Regions from separate parts of the Mus musculus genome. Here region 1 is linked to region 2. The links are chromatin contacts, called in public promoter capture Hi-C maps. All regions are on one chromosome and are shown on one strand. Each heading gives the region's core, a stretch centred on a gene start, on an enhancer-like site or on the middle of the called end of the contact. The rest is flanking DNA. Distances are from core to core; before and after follow the strand shown.

Region 1 (5,186 bases), core at 2,256-4,755, 83 kb before region 2:
GGAGTTTTCCAAGCCAGACAGCTCCTTTCCACTCACCCCCCTGGACTTCAACAGGAAGCATTTAATTCCTAGCTTCACTCATGTAGCCTGGCTCAGTGTGCATGTACTGTACTGGCAATAGAAAAGACACACGGGGTGCTCTGGGATTACGGAGTGGGGTGTGCTAGGGCTCAGGGCAGGAAGGGGTCCATTTCCCAAAGCGAGTAGCTTAGCCTGGGTTGTAGATAGGACCCTCTTTCCCTGAGCAAAGTCTTGGCTTGGGAGGTAAGGACAGCCACATCTCACCCTGACAGTCCGTAAGGGAGCAGATGAAGGCTCCACCTTGACAGGTGCTAAGGAGACAGAAGCAACTGCTCAGAGGCCCCTTGTCCCTCCTCCCCACCCCATTCTCAACAACCCTGCCCTCCACCCAGGCTCCAGGACCTCACCAGTGTGTGCAGTTCCGAGTGAGCACAGTCCCTGAGGGCAGCTCCCGGGCCTGCTCTTCCAAGGGTAGGGTGAGGCCCCAGGGTAGGGAAAACTGGGTGCAGGGACAGGCCTCAGGGGGAATGCACGTGCCGTTGTATAGCAGCTGAGGCAGATAGCTTCAGTTACACTTGGATCTGGCCCCATGTCTCCCCAACTGCATCTCCCTCCACCCCTGACCCCACACCCCTACAGAAACCAGAACTCAGAGGCCAGACTCACCTGTCCCCCAGGGCAGCCACAGCCAAGCTGGCAGGGTTCCCGCACACAGATGGTGCCAGGCCACAAGTGGGAGCAAAGGCTCGGGCACATAGTGGCACAGGTACTGAGCACCTGCCCAGGTGGGCACTCTGAGAAACACACATACGCAGTGAGAAAGGTACTTGCAGGTTACAGAGGGTCTATTCTACCCACTGCAAGGGCCAGCAAAGATGGAAGAGTGTGTAAATGCATTATCCTTAATAATAGGAATAGATGAGAATGAAGATTTTCAACTTAAAGGGTCAGCAAATATCTTCAACAAAATTATAGACGAAAACTTCCCAAACCTAAAGAAAGAGATGCCCATGAATATACAAGAAGCCTACAGAACTCCAAAAAGACTGGACCAGAAAAGAATTATCCTTAATATAAGTATAAAGGATGAATTAATAAGGAAGCTATTTTTTCTTTACCTTATGCTATTCCCCAATAATCACACAAAAGAAATAAGATTTATTCAAAACTGCACCTCAATAGCCAAGCAATTATCTACCTTGATCTCCTGCGCTAATCTGGCTCCCTCCCAGGCCCATCCCATGACACTTGCATATTATTATTGACCTGACCCTTTGAACCCCTTCTTCATGGTTCCAGTTCTCCCCATCCTCTTGCTCCGCCCCATCTCCCTCTCTCTTTCCTCTGCTGGCGGACATCCCACCCTATTCACTATTCTGCCCAGCCATTGGTTGATCAGCGTTTATTGACAAGGCAGAGAATACACAGCAAGAACTGTTTACACAAATTTGAGAGAGGAGATTCTTGGTATAAGCATTACAATGCCATGTCGATTGAAACAAGATATGAAGGCAGAGAAATCAGCATGCGAGTAGCCCAAGGGTAAACTTTACCCAGGGTACAAACCATTCTGCCTACAGGCTGTACTCTGCTGTACAACCCCAGACCCAGGCACTCACCAGGACAGGCTTGCAGGTTACACTCTTGCCATTGCTGCAGATCCAGAGCCTGGCATGGTTCACGATCAGGATGTTCCTCACAACTCCTGTGGCGCACCATGGTGCCCTTACCACAGACAGCTGAGCACTCACTCCAAGCTGACCAAGGTCCCAGGACTGGACACTCAAGGTGTGGACACATCAGGGTCCCATTGATGCATGTGCTGTGGACAATGTGCACACCCAAGGGCTCAGTATCCAAGTTGTGACAAACAGCTTTCATTCCCCAGCATTGCCCATGGCCTTGACCTGCCCCCATGTCACCCATCCAAAGCCCTTATAGCCTGGCTTAGCAGCATGGCAGCATACCAATTATGGCAGTCCAGCTGGACCACCTGTGTGGGGGCCAGCTCCCACGAGGCATTGGCACTGGGCAGGCCACAGCGGCAAGAGGAGATGGGGACACAGTGTCCATCCTGCACTAGCTGACCAGGGGGACATCGGCAGCCTGTGAGAGGCAAGCAAGATTCACTGCTTTAAAAAGACGTGAAAGTGTGGAAGGGCAATTTACTGTTAAGGAGGAAAGGGGTCAGGAGGAAAGATGGAAGAATGAAGAAAAGGAATGGTGAGGAAAGGGGGAAGTACGGTGTGTACGTTACGAAGATGTGACCCATTATCTTGTACAAAATTAATACATGCTAATAAAAAGGTTATAAAATCCTGCATTTGAGCAAGGTTTACATAATGGGTCCCTTCAGCAGCTAGACTGGATCCAAAGCTGCTCTCACCCTCTGGCCATGCGCGGGAGACATCTCTGTGCCCTATACAGCACATTGTTTTGAGACAGGATCTTGCTATGTAACCTAGGCTGGCCTTAAATTCAAAATGTATCCCAGGCTCAAACTCATAGCAATCTTCATGTCCCAGGCTCTCAAATGACACACAATTACAGATGTGTGTCACCACAGCGGGCAACCCAGCAGGCTTTGATGGAGCCACTAGGAGGGACTCAGAGTGGTTGCTGGAAGGACTTACTTTCTTGCCCTGTCATGATCAATAGCCTGACCTTTTCCTTACCCTACCTGTGCTCCTATGGTGAACAGGTTCTGGGCAATGGCAATGCAGATTCCCCAGGCCAGATACCTGGGCTGCAGGGTCCCTGTAAACACTGAACACCATCCCAGAGGTCAGCACAGCTGCGAGGACACTGGTTGGCACAGTCAAGGGTAAACACCGTGTCCCTGGTCTCACAACTCTCTCCTGTCCAGAAGTAAAAGTGTGAACTGGGGACACTCTTGCCCACCCCACCCCCAGCAGACCCTCTCTTCCACTCTAAACCACCAGAGCAGGGGATTGGTGCAATCCCCCTCAGGGGCCATTTCCAATGTTCCAGTCTCCATACCCTTGGGATGCTGGGATACTGGTTACCTGGGCAAGATCCCATATTGCAGCTTTCTGTTTGAGCCCATGGTCCAGGGCATTCTCCCGCAGAGGTGTCTCTTGCCACTCTCCAGCGCAGCTTGAATCCTCCACTGCAGGGCATTTGGCAGGGGCTCCAAGGTCCCCAAGGTCCCCATTGGCACGTGTCTGGGAAGGGAAAATTACAATGGAAATCAGTGGCTCAGGCCTCACCTGCCTCAGGCAGTGCCTCACCCGCAGGCGTTGTCTCCTCCCCTTAGAAAAATGCCCCAACACCCTTCACAACCCTTTTGTTGTTGTTTTTGTTTTCCCCAACTGCTACTGTTACTCCACCAAGTCTCACATCCAGTCTGCCCTGGAGGCAAGCAAAAAGGAGGCTTAGCAGGTTGTCTCACTCCTAACAATGAAATGAACCTGTGACTAGCCCCATCAAGACGACCCCCTGCTGCTAGGCCAACCCATCCTGTCTACTGGCCTGCATCCCTCATTTACCATTGCAGGCTCCGGGGTCAGGGCAGAGGCGTTGCTGGCTGAGAGGCACAGTACAAAGAGCAGGATCTCCTGCCCAGGGCCTCCTCGTCTCAGGGTCCAAGCAGAGGCGGTGCCGGTACTGCTCTGAAGCCAGCAGAGTGACTGAGGGTGGAGGGAGGTCTGATGTGTTCAGAGGCCAGTGCCCCTCCAGGGCAGTCCTGGAGGCAGGGGCTAGGGCACTTTGGGGCAGGCAGGGCCCACAAGGTGACCACTCTGACCATCCAGTCAGAGGCAGAAGACCTAGAAGGGCAAAGGATTTGTGCTGACCTCAGGAAATCTTCAACCCAGAAAGCCCAGTGGGCAGGCAGGAAGAGCTCAGGGTCACGATCAATAGGAAAGACTAAGAAAGGTGTCAGGGCAGGACAGGGTACTATTTGTCTAGGATTGTCCTGGCCTTAGCAATGCAAGCTCCATGTCCTGAAGTCCCCCAGCCCTGGGCTAACAGGGACAGGTCTCCTAAGGCCAGGATTACCTTCGCACCCTTGGCTGGAACACTGCAGCTCTCCCCTCCGGCAGACGCTGTAGGAGGAACACATCAGCATGGGCTTTTGGAAATAGGGATCTGCTGAACTATGTATGGCTCATCAGCCTGAAAGCTGGGTGCTCTGGTGTAAGATGAAAGAGCTTAAAGCTGGGCATCTTGGGTCACTTGCTCTCAGGTTGGCTTCTGTGGGTTGGGTGCCCTTGCCCCCAACCCCTTCTACCCCTCTTTCCCCTGTGGGTTGGGTGCCCTTGCCCCCAACACCTTCTACCCCTCTTTCCCCTGTTACTCACCATTCCTTACAGCCCAGCTGCAAGCGGTCCCCAGGGGCCAGGGTCACCCTAGCTCCCTCGCCTGAGATATGCCAGCAGTTACACTGCTCTGGGAGAATGCAGCTTCCAGCCTGCTCCAGCAGGCCCTGTGCAGAAGGAAAAATCAGGACATCTTGGGGCTGCGAAGGGACCACTGTCACCTACGTGCCCTGTACCATGCTGGCTTCTTGCAGTGCACTTATGTGTGGTGACAAGGTGGGGAGATGTTCCCAGCATAGAAGCAACGTGCTCCCTACTGGAAAACACCCTAGAGAGGGGAGCAGGGAGGGGAGGTTGCGGGGAGGGGGGTGTTGGGCAGAACACTCCCTTCTTGAGTGTCTCACCATCTTCTAGAACTCACCTTGGGGCAGTAGCAGCCAGGCTGGCAAGGTGGTAAGTCCTGGCAAAGACGATGGTTCAGATGTGTGGCACAGAGCCCAGCACAGGGGGAGCCACAAGACTGGAACTCAAATGGAGGTGGGCAGCTGTCCTCTGGAAGGACAGGGAGGAATGGTGGTGGAGAGACAGCCCGCCGGGCACCATTTCCCACAAAACAGAGCAGATCAACATGATCCCGGTGACACCTTTGAGAGGTGATAGACACTGCAAGGCTGTCCTTCTGCTGCCTGTCCAGGCTATTGTCCCTGACTTTCCCCTGCATAGCTCATGTGCCCCAGGAGGAATCAGGATGATTGGGCCCCAAGATCCAGGAAGCTACAAAGAGGAGGGACTGTGGGAGTCAGAATTATGGTGGCTACTCCAGGGTGGGACACAAAGGGACAAGATGAGGGACAGCTTCAACAGAAGCCAGATGAGATAACCTGT
Region 2 (5,224 bases), core at 519-3,018:
CTGTTTTAATGAGAAGAGTCCTGGTAGTCCTACGGTACCTCATCCTGCCACAGAATGGACAGAATTTCTGCCACTGCCAGGCTTTTAGCACACAAGCTTCAGGTGTGGGAATGGCCTTGCTTGGTTGCTGCACCAACCCAAGCCATATGGAATCTCAGGAGGTATAAAATTTAGTGCCCAGACAACAGGGCATAATACAGCCATGTCAGAACACTTGGTCAGCAAAGCTCTGGCTCAGTGGAGCAGCAGACAGTAGTTCTGGGCCTCTATGCCCTGGACTCTGCACTCTGCCTATCGCTCCTGCACATGTCGGGAAGTGACTATCCATCTGCCTGCCTGCCTCAGGGCTCTGGCCAAGCTGGTTTCAGAGCATCCTCTCAGCTCAGCTGAGATCTGAGGGCTGCTTGCCGCTGCCAAAGCCAGTGTAGGATAGGAGCGACTGCTCTTCTCTCAAACACCCACAAATACCATTTTGTTACCTTCTCTGTCTCCAGTCCAGTTCCTGGGCTCTGTTCTCTTCAATCCCCTGTTGACAGCCGAGGAGCATGGCCAGGCAGCCTGTGGCCTGGGAATAGGGATCTCTCTCAGGCAGTTCTCCAGGCCTTGGAGTGGAGAGTTTCCTGGTAGATAGCCTGTGAAGGTCAAACATGAACAGTCTATGATGGGTTGCCAGTGCTCTGTGAATCCCTGCAGCCTGCCTCTCAGTATGACATCAGGTTACAGGAAGTCTAATTTTTCCACAGGTTTCAGACACATTGCAGACAGCACTCCTAGCCATACAGTCTTATGTAAATAATATGAACTAGATTATGTGAGGTTCTAGAGGAATAAGGTTAACAGACAGCACTGGCCGCATTCCTTTGTGAGGCACCTCCTGTCTACTCTGGACCTGGGCAGAGGTTGTAAGCAAGGGAGTGTCATGTGGGGCTAATGTAATGTAGCATTGCATAGCTTAGAAGTAAAAGCCACAGCAGACAAAGGTGCTTGGCACAAGTCTAAGTACACAGGAGTTTGATCTCCAGAACACTATGGTGTTGGAAGATTTAGAACTGACTCCTGGAAGTTGTCTTCTACCATATATATGCCATGATACACACACAGGGGTAGGGGGAGGCTGAAAGTTGAAGGGCATTTGAATTGTATACTGTGGGTGGGGGGTAAGGGTTAGGGCTGGGGAGGGGGAGGGGTTGCCTCAATAGGACTCATGAAGAGGAAAAAAAGCAGGCTCCATAACAAAAGTAGTCTCCTGAACTTGCAGTAAAATGTTACTTAGCTTTTCTACGTATGTGCCAGACAAAAGCAAAGAAAGCCACCCTGCCCCGATTAAGCAGTGTTTGGAAAACCAGCAGAATCTTTGATCAGGCAAGAATAGGACACACATAAGCATGTGACCTACTCAGCTGGTGCTGGTCTTCAGTTTCAGCTCTGCTGCTTTAATAGCTGTGCAGTGCGACAAGCCAAGCTTGACATTGATCCTGCTGTTGACTTAGAGCCACATAAATCAGGAGCTTGGTAGGTGTGGGTTTGGGGACTGTGAGAAAATGTAGCTCTCCACAGTCATCCACAATGCCCGAAGGAAGCCCTGGCAGGCTGGTTTTACTCATCAGGGGAAACTAAAATGAGTCACTCTTTAAGCTGCCATGTCACGGATGCAGATGTCAATTTTACATTTCTAGGTCTTCCCATTAACAACAGATGTGGCCAGGGCACAGATGGGCAGATGAAGTGGGTATCCAACATAGGACAAGGCAGACATGATTGTTCCAAGAGGGAAGGCAAAGGTAGATGCTGAGAGAGCTCTGTAAAATCCCCAAGTTTGGTCTGGAGAGATGGCTCAGCAGCTAAGAGCATGACTGCTCTTCCAGAGGTCCTGAGTTCAATTCCCAGCAACTACATGATGGCTCACAACCTTCTGTAATGGGATCCGATGCACTCTTCTGGTTTGTCTGAAGACTGCAACAGTGTACTCACATATATAGATTAAATCTTTAAAAATAAATCCCAAAGTTGCCAAGACAGACTTCCTCTGGCAGGGCCCAGGGAAGTACATGATACTGAGTATAACTCTGAAGGCGGTCTTCTGTGGTTCTCACTCTACTTCCCCTAAGTTGGAGGTCAGTTAGTATTATAGACACTTCTTTTTGTCTGGAATAGGGAAGTATTTACACTAAGGGAAATTAAGGACACATGGCCAGTCATTGTCCTATCCTCTCTGAGCTAAGTCACCACAACAGAACCTCTCACTCTGCCAAGACAAGTCCTGGGTCTGCTTCTGTGTCGGAATTCCCGCTCTTCTTTTGGTGCTAGAGCAGAGGTAACAGTGGACAAGGACCTTGGACTCCTTCCCAGAGGACTACAACCTCAGCTGGACCAGCTCACCTTTCCCAAGCCGTTGCCCCTGGCTGCTCCTGGGGCTCCTGAAATCCAGATCCCCATCACTGCTGCTGGCTGAGGAGAAGCTGGTAGGGGTACCCTGGGAGCCACAGGGTTGAACCCCAGGTCCTTCTCTCATGTAGCCCTGCAAGCTCAGAGGCAGAAGTGGCTCCCTTGTAGCTTCTGCAGAGAGAAGAATAATTGGGTCAAGTCAGAGCCTGCTGGAGAAATCCTTGGGCCTTAGAGTATATGGCACCAGGACACCTAGCCCAGAGATCCCCTCCCACTTCCGGGGTTTCCCATGGCACTGATGAAAAGTCTATCTAGCACCCCCTCTCTGCCCCCTGCAAGTACTCTTGGGAATAAGGAGAAGTCCTCAGAGCAGGGAAAGTAGGTGGTAGCATTTGATTCTCAGCAAACCTGGATAGCTATTTGGGGGAAGGCATGAGGCAGGGGTTAGGAAAGAAGGACATATACTTGAGGAGGCCCAGAGAGAATGATGACCAGCATCTTCCTCCTGTGTGGACAGGAATATCTGTTAACCCAGGCCCAAGTACCTTCACTGTGAGATCCTTGTTGCTGTAGCTCAAACCTCTGAGACCCGGCATCTCCTAGCTGAGGACTTCTGGACCATGAGATGGCTAGTGACTGAAGAGGTGATGACCCACCTGGAGGGATGCCCTTCAGACAGGCCTCCAGAGCTTCTAGGGGTGAGCTTGAGGCCCTGCTGGCTGGACAAGAGAGGCCACCTTATCATCTTATCTTGCTGGGCTCTGGCCTGCTTGTCAGACCCCAGCTTGGCCCTTGGCTGGCCTGTCCACAGCCTGCTTCTAGAGCAGGCTCCAAGGATGTGATAAGCAGGAAAGCCTCTAGTGAGGAACTTTGAATGTGTTTTCCGCTTCTGAAGAAGGAATGAAGCTGACCCCAACTCTGAGGAGAAGGGTGGAGCCCACATGCAGTGGTCAGCTTTTATAGCCAGGACCTCACTGCCAAAGGAAGGTCCTGAAACCAGAGGGCTGCCTGCACACGGGCATGGATTAAGAACATGGACTACAGTGTAACAGCTTGGGAGGAGAGGCAGGGAAAAGGATCCTTAGCTGAAAGAGAAGCAGGTACTTGTGGGCTTTGGAACTCATTCCCATGGGAATATGTGGGTAGATAACCCAGAACTTACCTAGAGTCATGGGGCCCCAGCGGGGCACACGGACCTCTCTGTTGTCTCCAGTGGAATAGGAGCTATAGCCTTGCCTGCTAAGCTGGCAGGATGCTGGCACTGGGGGACTCTGGGCCCAGCCATCTTCTACCTTCACCGTGGCAAGCATACTGCCAGCTTCATGACTAGGGTGGGGAGGAGTCTGGAGGTGTCTCATCCCTGCGGGAGAGGTGATTGCTGGGGAGCCTTGATTTCAGGCTTGGACTTCCCTAAGTTCTGAGACGCTTCTCTTTATAAGGTTACAAGGGACTTTCAAGGCTCCTCTACTTCCATAGCAGTCACTGGCTCTGGGTATAATCACCACCTCTCCCAGCCCTGGGTGCTGCAGAGCTTTCTAAGAGATTTTAAATATGAATCCCTTCCTGGTTAGCAACAAGTCAGATTTTGCTTCTCATGAAGCAGGCTTGGCTCAAGCCCACCCTCTCTAAGCTCCCAAGGCTGTGTTCTGAGGAATACAAGCTTACTGATGAACTGACAAATGATCTCAATCCAAATAAATGTACCTGCTAGGATCCCCAACCTCCAGTCATAGCGCCTAGGCTGCACACAGGACAACAGGAATCCCCAGTCACAACAACAGCCTACTGTGTTAGAACTCTTACCCTCTAGTTCACTTCTCTCTACTGCCCCAGTATCCCTTGTAGAAGGTTCTGGTACTTTTACCTCCTCTAACAAGAGCACTGACTAGGGATCTCCCACTGCTTTGCTCTTTGTACAGTGATGAAATCCAATGGGTCCTCTGACTAACACGCTGCTACAAGGCATCAGATTTTGTTGTGGGGGGCCACACAGCTGTACTCAGAGCAGGGAAAGCAAGCACATTACATCTAGCTCCCCCACCTCTAAGCCAGTGAGCGGCCTTTACCTCCAGAATGTCTTTTCCCTGGGTCCTCCTGCAGCTGCAAGTCTGATGCTCCTGAGGGGCTGGGACGTCGGTCTGGAGCTTTTGGGATCTCCTTCAGACAGTTCAGCAGGCCCTGAAGGGGACAATCTCCGGATGCTGCCTCTGTCTTCACTAAGGGAAAAGGCACAAGTCTCACTTAAGTTCAGTATCCTCAGTCTCCTGACAGACAGACAAGGATTGTCCTGGGCGCTGTCTGAGCATCACAGGGACAGGAACTAGGACCTGTAGACTTTCCAGGTGGGCAGCATCTGGGCACAGCTATCGCTCAGGGTGGAAACTGAAGGAGTGGCTGGAATTTTCGGAGCTCTGACTACAACTTAGCTTCAAGGCATATCAGGCCTTGACAGACACATGTAATGTTCATACATTAGAGTAATTCTGTAATTAAGCTCACCCCAAGCCAGAGGATGGAACAGCTCTACAGATGCAAGACCAAGACTCAAAGCTTGACAGTTTTTTGAGGAAAATCTCAGGCAGACCAGAGTGTCCACTGACACTTGATTCATGTCAACAGAAGCGACATTTGAGCACTGAGTTCTCAGAGTCCCACATTAGAAGGACCAGAGAACAGTTAGGAAAACAGGGTCAAGCTTGTTGCTGCTATCCTTGAAAGAGCCGTTAGGCTTCAGATACTTGAGTGCAGGGACACAGGATCATCCACAGTGGTCATATCATGGGGGACAGTATGGAACATAGTAATAGCTATGAGTGGCAATCTGAACCTTCTGGGACTT

What was found. Capture Hi-C pulls out chosen DNA fragments and counts their contacts.
Region 1: a contact with region 2 is called in a promoter capture Hi-C map of liver. The contact joins two enhancer-like sites. A contact is called at or near these places in 1 of 39 promoter capture datasets (pre-B cells), 5 of 484 Hi-C or Micro-C datasets (CD4 T cells, differentiating embryonic stem cells, nephron progenitors and 1 more), 3 of 115 datasets of contacts at active chromatin or transcription factors (double positive thymocytes and embryonic stem cells) and 3 of 9 other capture datasets (adipose tissue, liver and pancreatic islet).

The regions. Positions count from the first base shown.
Region 1 is chr6:48,491,765-48,496,950 of GRCm38.p6, reverse strand. Sspo (SCO-spondin) reads right to left here. Exons shown (of 103, transcript NM_173428.4): 87 at 4,723-4,853; 88 at 4,344-4,468; 89 at 4,042-4,088; 90 at 3,531-3,809; 91 at 3,048-3,206; 92 at 2,763-2,879; 93 at 1,989-2,127; 94 at 1,641-1,843; 95 at 688-815; 96 at 429-571; 97 at 286-332. Among named protein-coding and RNA genes, the nearest start is that of 1700026J14Rik, 43 kb to the left of the region's middle. Within about 2 kb of position 3,505, at least 17 of the 459 cell types and tissues checked have an H3K27ac peak or open chromatin away from gene starts, as enhancers often do. A contact at or near this core is called in liver, where this site is marked.
Region 2 is chr6:48,407,050-48,412,273 of GRCm38.p6, reverse strand. Krba1 (KRAB-A domain containing 1) reads right to left here. Exons shown (of 18, transcript NM_001347152.1): 8 at 4,452-4,601; 9 at 3,548-3,745; 10 at 2,931-3,104; 11 at 2,380-2,556; 12 at 480-632. Among named protein-coding and RNA genes, the nearest start is that of Gm38803, 13 kb to the left of the region's middle. Within about 2 kb of position 1,768, at least 38 of the 459 cell types and tissues checked have an H3K27ac peak or open chromatin away from gene starts, as enhancers often do. A contact at or near this core is called in liver, where this site is marked.